Regions from separate parts of the Rattus norvegicus genome. Here region 2 is linked to region 1. A link is a contact called in public Hi-C data. All regions are on one chromosome and are shown on one strand. The core of a region is the stretch at or near the end of the contact, and the rest is flanking DNA. Distances in the headings are between cores, read along the strand shown. Region 1 holds the start of Aplf (aprataxin and PNKP like factor). Region 2 overlaps Efcc1 (EF-hand and coiled-coil domain containing 1).

Region 1 (4,871 bases), core at 1,239-3,738:
CCCAGAAAAGCCTACAGTCTATGCAGCCCCAAACCCTCCAGTTCCCATACATGAAACATTCCTAGACAGGATTCCTACTAATGAATCTACCAAACAAGAGAAATAACATACAATATGTACTGTTAGGAAACATTTCAAATATAAAAATTCAGCCTGTCTTAAACTACGTGGTAAATCCGAAGGATGTGACCATAAGGGTAGACAGAGGCTGAAAAGTTTTTCTGTTCTGGGACCACGTGTGGCAGTTAAAAAAAAAAAAAAAGGCAGGAGGAAAACAACCTCTATGTCTTCGATATGATCACTTCCTGTTTTGGGTTAGTAATGCTCAATTCACAATCACTCACCCACAACGATGTTCCGAATTGCTTATATTTTAAATGCTGGAAACTATCGTCCTTCCTACCTCACAGCAGCAACTACTAATCATTTTACATATTTGGATCCTGAAAGCCCAGAGGATGCAGGTAACTTGGGCAGTCACTCTCAGAATATGCAGTGTTCAAGATCCTTACGAATAAAAACAGAGGGTATATGTGAGAAAACAGTCACATGACTAGACCCATGTAAGGTCATTCATATAGAAAAACGGTCCCTCTGACAGTCCATCTTTTGTACACTTCCTTCCTTTTGTACACTATCCACATAAACAATAACAGATCTTTTAGATCTATCTTTTAAGTATGCCTAACACTAGGAAGAAAAGGATATCTTGAATAATACAAAAGTATAGTGTGACCTCTGGTGGACACATGGTTTATTTCATTACAAACATCATCTCTTGACCAAAAATAAAAAATAAAAAATAAATAGAAAGTGGTTTCGTTGGGTACATATGTGCCTGTAAACCCGGCTCAGAGAAATGAGGCAGGAAAAATTTGAGTCCAAGGGGAGCTTGGGCTACGTAGTGAGATCCTCTCTTTAAAGACAAATATATTTAAAATAACCTAAAGTCTAACATTCCAACACATCCCACAAGAATCAACAGCTAGAGCAAAACATATCAACATCTAAAGCCCAATCCGGAGGTGGAGATTACAAAACACTTTAGCGACGATGCACAAGAAAGACAGAAACGCCAATCTGACAGTCTATGTTGGAGCACAAAACTCATATGATAATGGGGAAAGAAGAGAAAGAAACCAGGAAACAGGGCAGCAAGAAAACAGAAAATACCGCTCAGGTGGGAAATACACACAGATTTTTAAAACAGAAATTCTTTTAATTCTTACATTTTTATTTTTTGTTATATATGCATACCTGTGTGTCAGGATAGGCATGTATGTACAGTGCCCAGAGAGGCAGAATTACAAGCATTTGTGAATTGCCTGACATAGCTGCTGGGAACTCAATCCTCTGTAAGAAGTTCCAGACTCTTAATGGCTAACCCATCTCTCCCTTGTGATATTTTAACTAGATCGCCAGGTTTTCTTGAGTGGCCTTTGTAAATGCTATGTCTTATGGCAACGCGAATATAATTTCATAGTGCAAACTGGAAATGTTCTGGTTCCTACTCTTCCCAAAGAAGGTAAAGAATATATTATACCTTAGTGACCAGTTTAAACTCCAACTTCCTCATTTCAACGAGGCTAATAGAAAGCATCTAAGTAGTAAATCTAAAGTATCTCTTTAGAATAATGACTGCTTCACTACCCAGACAACTTAACGATTGCTTCTGATATCACCAAAAGGAATATTACTATTATTGGTAAGGCCCATCGGCCCCACAAAAGAGGCCAGGGAATAAAAGAAGTTAGCTTAGGGGAGGTCACTGGCCATCAACCTTCTCTGTGATGGGCCATACGGTACTGTAAATAGGGTAAGCTTTGTAGGTCAACATGTGACACGTTAACCTTTAAAGTACTATTCGTCTTTAAATACTTAATAGCGTTTTTGTTTATTTGGTCTTTTTACATTCTACATCTTATAACCCTAAGCTCAACTTGGATTTGGCCCCAGTTTGCCAGCTGGATAGGATAATGATGTTAACTCTTTCCGTACGTTTTCCAGGCACCAAAAAGAAATGTCGGTGACTTGACTAACGTTGCTTGAAAACCTACTGCCCCAAACCTATAAAGTCTTGACAAGCAGAGTCAAGGTGTGGAGTTCCCAAGGACAGGAGACAGAGACAGCCTCAGCCGAACAAACTCTGGCTGCCCACGCCCAGGAGTACCTCCCACACTTACTCCCAGCAGCGGCCCGCGGCCTATCACAGTCTGCCCCGGCCCCACGGGCACGCGGGGACCGCCGTCCAGAGGATGCAGAAAGAACTCCGAAGACATGGTGGTAAAATCAGATTCCTTCGCCTGGAGATACCTCGTAGCCACCTCCCTCAGACACGCCGCGCAAGTCCCAAAGGGGTGTGAGACCCGAGGCTCCTTTTCTAGTGAGTGAACTTCTTCCCTTTCCGGAATCCCTACTTCTTGAGAGCTTGTGATTCGTGCAGGAATTACCTGTCAGCTCACCGCCAAACTACAGCTTAAAACTGTAACTCACACCCACAATCTTCCAGCGCTTCCTCCCACAAGACTCATGGAACTCTGGGTCTTGTAGTCTCTAACAACTCCCTTCCGCTCCTTTCCGGGATGCAGTCATCATAGGAAAAACTACCAATCCCGAAAGGCAATGCGTGCATCTCTGCGCAGGGGTGTGGGGGTGGAACTATAATAGTTATGAGGTCTAAGCCTGAGTGTTTACATCTTTTTTGTTTGTTTTATTTCATATGTGAGTGCTCTGTATGCTTTCCCATGCCAGAAGAGGGTATCAGATTCCCATTATAGATGGTTGTAAGCCACCGTGTGGTTGCTGGGAATTGAACTCAGGACTTCTGGAAGAAGCAGCCAGTGAGTGCTCTTAACCCACTGAGGCATCTCACCAGCCCTGGCCTGAGTGTTTAAATAGCCACAGTCGGGGTTGGGGATTTAGCTCAGTGGTAGAGTGCTTGCCTAGGAAGCTCAAGGCCCTGGGTTCGGTCCCCAGCTCCGGAAAAAAATAAATAAATAAATAAATAAATAGCCACAGTGCTGGCCTGGTGGCCCTGTGACTTCAACAGGATGATGTTCTTTTCCCAGTGGAGTATGGTGTGTGTATGTGTTTCTTCTCCTTTCCTTCCATAAGGAAACGGCTTCAGCTAAATTAGGCTTTAATGATAGGATTGTCCTCCCTACCCCAAGGAGTATGTCTGGATTTAGACTTTTAGGGTTCAGCCTCGAGGGTCATTAACTCTCCTGTGCAAGAGCCCCATGCTCAATTGAGTCTTCTCTTCTCAAAGGCAGAAGCCTGCCTTAGGCACGTGGCCCATGGGGCCGGAGGATCTTCCTTCTCTGTAGAGGAGGCCTGTTCTCTGGCTGGGATCTGTAGCGGGCCTCTTTCCCTTTGGTGGAGGCCTGGATTGGGGGAAGCAGTCTATCTGGAGTTGGGGAGTTGGCACAAACCTTCGGGCGGAGGAGGAGGGCAGAGGTGGTCTTTTCTATGGAGAAGTCAGTTGCTAAGCTCAGGGCTTCCAGCCACAGGGAACTTTCTCTTTGGAAGAAGCCTGGCCCAGAGTCTGGCACTGCTCTGTTAAGATTTTTTCCTTTCTTGTGACTGAGAACAGACTCTGCAAGGCCTTCAGGGTTTCTCTTCCATATTGAGGCCTGCACAGCATGACTCTGCGGAAGGAGGTCATCCTGTCATGGGGCTGGAGTCTGATCACCTAATGCCTCCATGGGGCAACAAGGTCATCTCTTCCCCCAAGAGACCACCTTGTCACCAGTCTGGCAGAAATGAAGTTAAAAAGTCATTGTGACCCTCGTTTTGACTCTCAGAGCAGTGGGCCCTAAGAGACTAGAATTTTCCTCAGTGATCCCATGCTGGATGAAAAGCCAAAAGCCAGACCTATCAAAATGAGAGACGTTTCCCCCAGAGAGATTTCACAGACCTATCAACTTGTCAGAACATCTTGCTGAAGCAACTAGAGACTTGGCAGTAATGGGCAGGGCCACACCTTAGCCAGAGATGGCTCAGATATTCTAACGCTGCCCCCCTCTTTAAACCTTAACCTTACTTTAGGAGGCCGAAGACAGACTTGAGGGTCACTGGAGCTCTTTGTCCCTCTTCCTAATCAAAACTCCCATGAAATTCTATACAGAGCCAAGAAACCAAAATTAACATGGGCTTGCATTTGTACTCCATCATGAAGGGAAGTCAGGGCAAGAACTCCAGGCAGGAACATGGAGGCAGGAACCGATGCAGAGACCAAAAGAATGTTGCTTTCTAGCTTATTCTTCATGGCTTGCTAAGCCTGCTTTCTTATACAACCAAGGACCAGTTGCCCAGGGGTGACACCACTCCCAGTGGGTGGGGCCCTCCCACAGCAATCATTAATCAAGAAAATGCCCCGTAGACTTCCTTATTTTCTCCATTGGAATTCCCTCTTCCTCAATGATCCTGCTTGTGTTACACTGACAAAAACTCTAACTAGGACACGAACTCTAATCCCTCATTCTTATCCCTGACCCTGTCCATGACTCAGACCTTAATCCGTAACGTAAACATTTCCCATAACCATAACAGGCAGTTGGTGGGTGGCAGACTGCATGCAGTGGGTAGCACTAGGTCAATACAGAGTAAGAAACTTTTACTAGGTTTGTCAGTCTGTCCTGCTTGTGGACTGGCTCATTTAGTAGAACAGAGTAAGAACAGGGATTCAAAAGGTAGACGGGGCAGTTAGGAAAGCAAGCAGCCTGGGGAAGAGCTCTGCTGACACAGGACTTCTGGAAGCCATAGTTGATGCTGAGCATGAAATGACTTGGTCACTCCTGTTGGAGGCAGGGACTGGAAGCAAGGTAGACTCATTCAGAAGTAGTCATGGAGTATGCAGCACTCAGTGAGAG
Region 2 (4,871 bases), core at 1,324-3,823, 81 kb after region 1:
CGGGAAGCTGATATGACATCACCCAAGAGGATCTGACAGGCCATGGATGGGAAGGATGCTCATGCCCTCTGACCAAGAAATACAGGGCAGCCCACAGTGTGCTATGACGGGATCAAGTCCTTTTGCCTTGTGACTTCTGCTTTTGAAATGAGTTGTTCGCCCTGGGTCACAAACCCATTCAGCTCTGTGTCGTTCTGTTGATTTTTCCTTCAAGCTGAGATCTTGAGTCCACCCTGACTCTTCCCTTCCAGGGGTGTGACCAGGGGGTCGCTCCAGTTTTCTCTTCACAGCTGGTATGGGGGGGGTGCTGTCTTCCATCTAATTTGACCAATCAGGCTTTTCATCAGTTCCTTCTGTTGGTTTCCTCATCAGTCAAATAATTCTTCCCAAAATTTGGAGCATTGTCAGTTTGTTTTCTGTTGTCATAACAAAACCCAAGGCTGGGTAGTTTATAGAGAAAGAAGCTCGCTCAGTTTGGGAATCCCCAGAGTATGATGTCAGCATCTGGCAAGACCCTCACACTGCAGTGAGGTGACACCGGCATCACATGGTAAGCTCAGTGACACTGGCTGTTCTGACAAAGCACTAACACCGCCATGGGGACCCACCCACACGATGTCACCAATCCTAACCTCTTCCAAAGGCTCTGTCCCCAAATACCCGTCAGCATCTTGATTTGGGGACTAAGTTCTCAAAACACAGCGTTGTAAAGAATCTCAGTTGTGGTGTACTTTGTGTTTGTATGAAGAACAGGGTCCAATTCTAAGCTCAGATGTTTGCAGAAAAACAGACTTTTCACCACACCACCCTGTCTCAAAAAAAAGAAAAGAAAAAGAAAAAGAAAAATAGGCTTATAGCTTGACTTATTTTAATTATTCTAAATTTAAATACCTATCTCTGACTGGTGGCTGCCATACTGGACAGCATAGATCAGATTTAAACTTAGGGCCAAGCTAAGGAGACAAAATACAAGATGGAAAGACCCAGTGAACAGGAAGGAGACAGTGAGCAAGCATGGGGGCTGGCATCTACTCAGTACCAACTGTGTGTCAAGTCCCAACCCTTACCTATTGGTGACCTCCTTCCTCTAAAGAACAGCAAGCCTTCCCTAGCACTGACCCACAGTAGAGCAGATATACAAGCCAAAACCAGTCTCACGAGGGGTCCCAGAGGAAAAGGCAGACTGCAGAAACCTTAGATGGCACCCCTCTAAGGTACAGACACGCTCCTTAGCTGCCTGTCCGCAGGCCATAACCAACATGAAAGTATGACCAGCCCAGGCTGGCCAGGAAGACGTGAGACCAAAACTATGGAGGAGTCAGGAACAACAAGAAGCTGTCTCCTCAAGGACTGTGGGAGGATGACTAGACACAGGGCTTCTCACACCAGGAAAACGAGCCTCTGGTCCCCACTCCTGCACAGCTTCTGTGTGGTCAGCTGGACATCTGTGCACTAAACACTTCCGCTGTGATTGTAGTGATAATTTTGGAGTTTTGGTTTCTTTGAAAAATACAGAAATATTACAGGAATATGTTTTCCTTTTACTCCCAGGTGTGGAATATGGGGCTGCCTCACTGCAAGTGACTATGATTTGCCTCGTGCCCTAGCAGGGGCGTGATTTTGCCAGCTGCAGGTAGTTTCTGTGATCATGTGACGTTTCAAATTCTGGAGACTTATCAGAGGGTAAATAGATGCTAGGGCCTGAGAGCTGGTGGTTGGTAGGTTGCTGTCAGTTGCTGTTGGTTGCTGTCGGTTGTGATATGTTAAGCAGTCATGCACAAAGAAGAAACAAGTAGAAGGAAAAACTAGACATCCTGATGGTGAAGATCAGACTTGCCCCTAATCAGCAGCAAGGAGTCTAATGGTAATGTCGCTCCATCTCTTTTCTATCCTTTATTCTCTCCTATATCTAGTGTTAGGGGGCTGAAAGAATGGGAAAAGTGTGGAAAGGGTGAAAGAAAGGAGAACCTTCAAAGTAGCAAAGAGATAGCTACAGTAACACTCTAAACTCAGAGTTGAACTCCGCTGGATGAATAAACAGCTTTTGGCACAGTTATAAAATGCAAAGAATTTTCCGAGAGCACGGGACTCTGTGAGCTGAGGCATTATACTTTGTTTTGTTTGGAATTCCCCAAGAGCTGCTCATCGTTTCCCAAGCACACCGCAGATGGTGGAAGCTGAGTCCTTCCCACTGCCGGACGCTGTAACTCCTCACTCTTATGTCCGTGTGTCTGTGTGTCTACCTGCCCATCTGTCTATCTGAAAATATGTTCTTATCCTGTGTTTCAAAATGTCAGATATATGAAGGATAACCAACAGCATCCAAGTAAATACTACCCTGACCCTTTTAAATACAGACTCACCACTATGTGTAGGTTCAAGTACCTGAAAGCTTCATTATATCTGAATATTTCATACTGAATTGTAATAGAAAATTATTTTTCCCCATTTAAGTTACTGTTCACTATCATTACATTAATTTTTTTCAAAATAAAAAGTGTACTGTTTATCCAGCCTGCTCTCAGATTCAAGCTGAGGAATGCTCCACAATGTCTGTGTTAGTCAACTTTCTGTCATAATAACAAAGTATCTAAGAAACCATTGGGGTTGGGCTGGGTCGGCATTCATGAGGCCCTCTGGCCAATCCCAGGCGTGGAGAGATGGGGGAGGGGCACTTGGCTCACGGTCCTGGTTATTCACGGTCATGGCTGGTTAGCCATGCTGTTTGGGGTCTGTGGTAAGACGCTAGTCACTTACCTGTTAGCCTTTGTTTTAGACCAATGCCCATGCCTGGACTGCGCTGTCCTGACTAAGATGAGCTAGAAGCTTCCTCTCTTTTTCTCTGTGTGCTTTTCAAAGTTACGCCAGAGCCATGTCTGGCTACTGAGCACTTGGAATGTGGCCAGCGTGGTAAGGTGGCTAAAGAAATGGATCTGTAGCTTTGCTTGTGGGTCAGGGGACAAAACTACTCACCTCCTGGACCAGAAAGCAAAGAAAGAAGAAAGGGTGAGGAGCCCAAAAATACCACCCCCAGGAGCACACCCAAATTACTTTATCCCATGAGGCCCTACCTCATAATAAGCTCCGTCATGGCCCAGTAAGACCAAGCTAACACCAAATCTTCAATATGCTGGCTTCCAGGAAACGGTCCAGATCTCCATGGCTCCGGACTGTTAGAGTCAAAGGAAGCCTGTCTGGGAGGAGCCCTGCTCCGATGATGCCCCAAACTACTGCTAATATTTCAGCATTTTTTAGCCTTGGACTGCCCAGGCCTCAGCCCCCTTTGCCATATGTAAAGCCTGTTACTTAATTACTGTTTTCCCCTAAGTTGACACCTCCTTTTCCTCCCCCACCCCTCTCTCTCTGCAGTGCTGGGATGGAACCCAGATCTCTACACATGCGAGACAAACTCTGCCCCTGGCTACACTTCCAGCCCAGCTTAAATAATCTTAAAAGGAAGTCATATCACTATTATAAAGTTTAAAAGACAATAAATAAAACGAATGCGCTCACTATTTTTAGGAGACATTTGAAATAAATGCTTAGCTGGATACACACAGTCTCCACATTCATCTGGTTTCTCCCTAAACTCACCCCAAACATCCATTGTTTCATTTCATCATAGGACCCCCAAATGTCCAACTCAATGGTAGAGACCATTACTGGTCATTGGTAAACACGTGGGAAATGAACTGAGACAGCTCAGAGGAGGGTGAGGGAGTTGCAGGGCTCACACAGCGAAGATGTGGTCCTGCAGGCTGATGGCAGCTTCTGTGGCCCCTTGGCATCACCGAACTAAGAAGGGAGCCTGTTAGAGGAAGCTAGGAACCTCTGGGATGAGAAGAAAATGCAACATCTGGCTCCTGTCAGACTGTTTAAGCCCCTGGGCTGGCAGCCAGAGGTGGCCATGGACTGCAAGATGGAAGCCATCAGAGGCACACTAGGGTTCCAGGAGGGTGTGGCTGTGGCCAGCTGGCGGGAACGCCCAGCCACACAGAGGACTTGAGTCTAAGGAATAGTGGGAGTCACCAGAGTTCATTTCTCCAGATCTATCTAGCCACTAAGGAGGCTCCAACAAGGCCTTCCAGGTCATGGGCACCCTGACATCTCCTAGAAACACCCTTACTCCACTAAGGATCCCAAAAGAGGATGGTACTCGGTGAAATAGGGCCCCCCCTGGAGAACACAGGACAGGGAAATACAGTATGCCTCCTGGTGACTTAACAAGGGGGGTACAGCTCTGTCAACCACGGAGGTCTCAGAGAAATCCCATGTAGCAGGAAAAAGCCACATGGAACCCTCAGAAAATGGTTCCAACGTTTTTCTTTACCTTACGTCCTTGCCACAGCCCTGCCTAGGGGCTTCCTCTTCCCAAACCCATGTATGTGGCCTGCAGGCTCCTGAAGCTGACAGCAGCTATGCCATGCCACTCTAGGGGCTTCCTGTCCCTTTGACGAGACCTTCTCTGTGAAATAAGGACAATGGCATTACTTATTGCTATGGTTGACACGTGGAATGTCCCCACAAGCTCATGTGCAGACATGTAGTCCCAAGATGTCTGGGGACGTTATAGAACCTCAGAGAGATGAAGTTAAGCTGAAAGAAGTTGGGAGGGGGGCCATGGTACAGGTGTGATAGCTAGCTGTATGTCAGTCTGACATGGCTAGAGTCATTTGGGAGGAGAGAACCTAGCTGAGAAAATGTCCCTACCAGATTTGCCTGTTACAAGTCTTTGCTGCATACTCTTATTTAGTGACCGATGTGGGAGGGTCCAAACCACTGTTGGTGATGCCTCGTGATTCTTGTTACACAGATGAAAATCTGTCCTGAAGTGTCTGCAGAAGACTTTGCCTTGCATTCCTGTTTTTGTT

Evidence for each region. A called contact is a pair of places that touch in the nucleus more often than the background predicts.
Region 2: a Hi-C map of the A7r5 cell line shows a contact between it and region 1, with 2.1 times the contacts expected there. The contact joins the enhancer-like site here to the promoter of Aplf in region 1. A contact is called at or near these places in 2 of 12 Hi-C or Micro-C datasets (the A7r5 cell line and Schwann cells).

What each region holds. Positions count from the first base shown.
Region 1 is chr4:121,677,444-121,682,314 of GRCr8, forward strand. Aplf (aprataxin and PNKP like factor) reads right to left here and starts at 2,489. Exons shown (of 10, transcript NM_001173382.1): 1 at 2,184-2,489. The coding sequence starts at 2,279.
Region 2 is chr4:121,758,823-121,763,693 of GRCr8, forward strand. All of the region lies in intron 2 of Efcc1 (EF-hand and coiled-coil domain containing 1), which reads left to right. Among named protein-coding and RNA genes, the nearest start is that of Efcc1, 15 kb to the left of the region's middle. Within about 2 kb of position 2,574, at least 21 of the 93 cell types and tissues checked have an H3K27ac peak or open chromatin away from gene starts, as enhancers often do. A contact at or near this core is called in the A7r5 cell line, where this site is marked.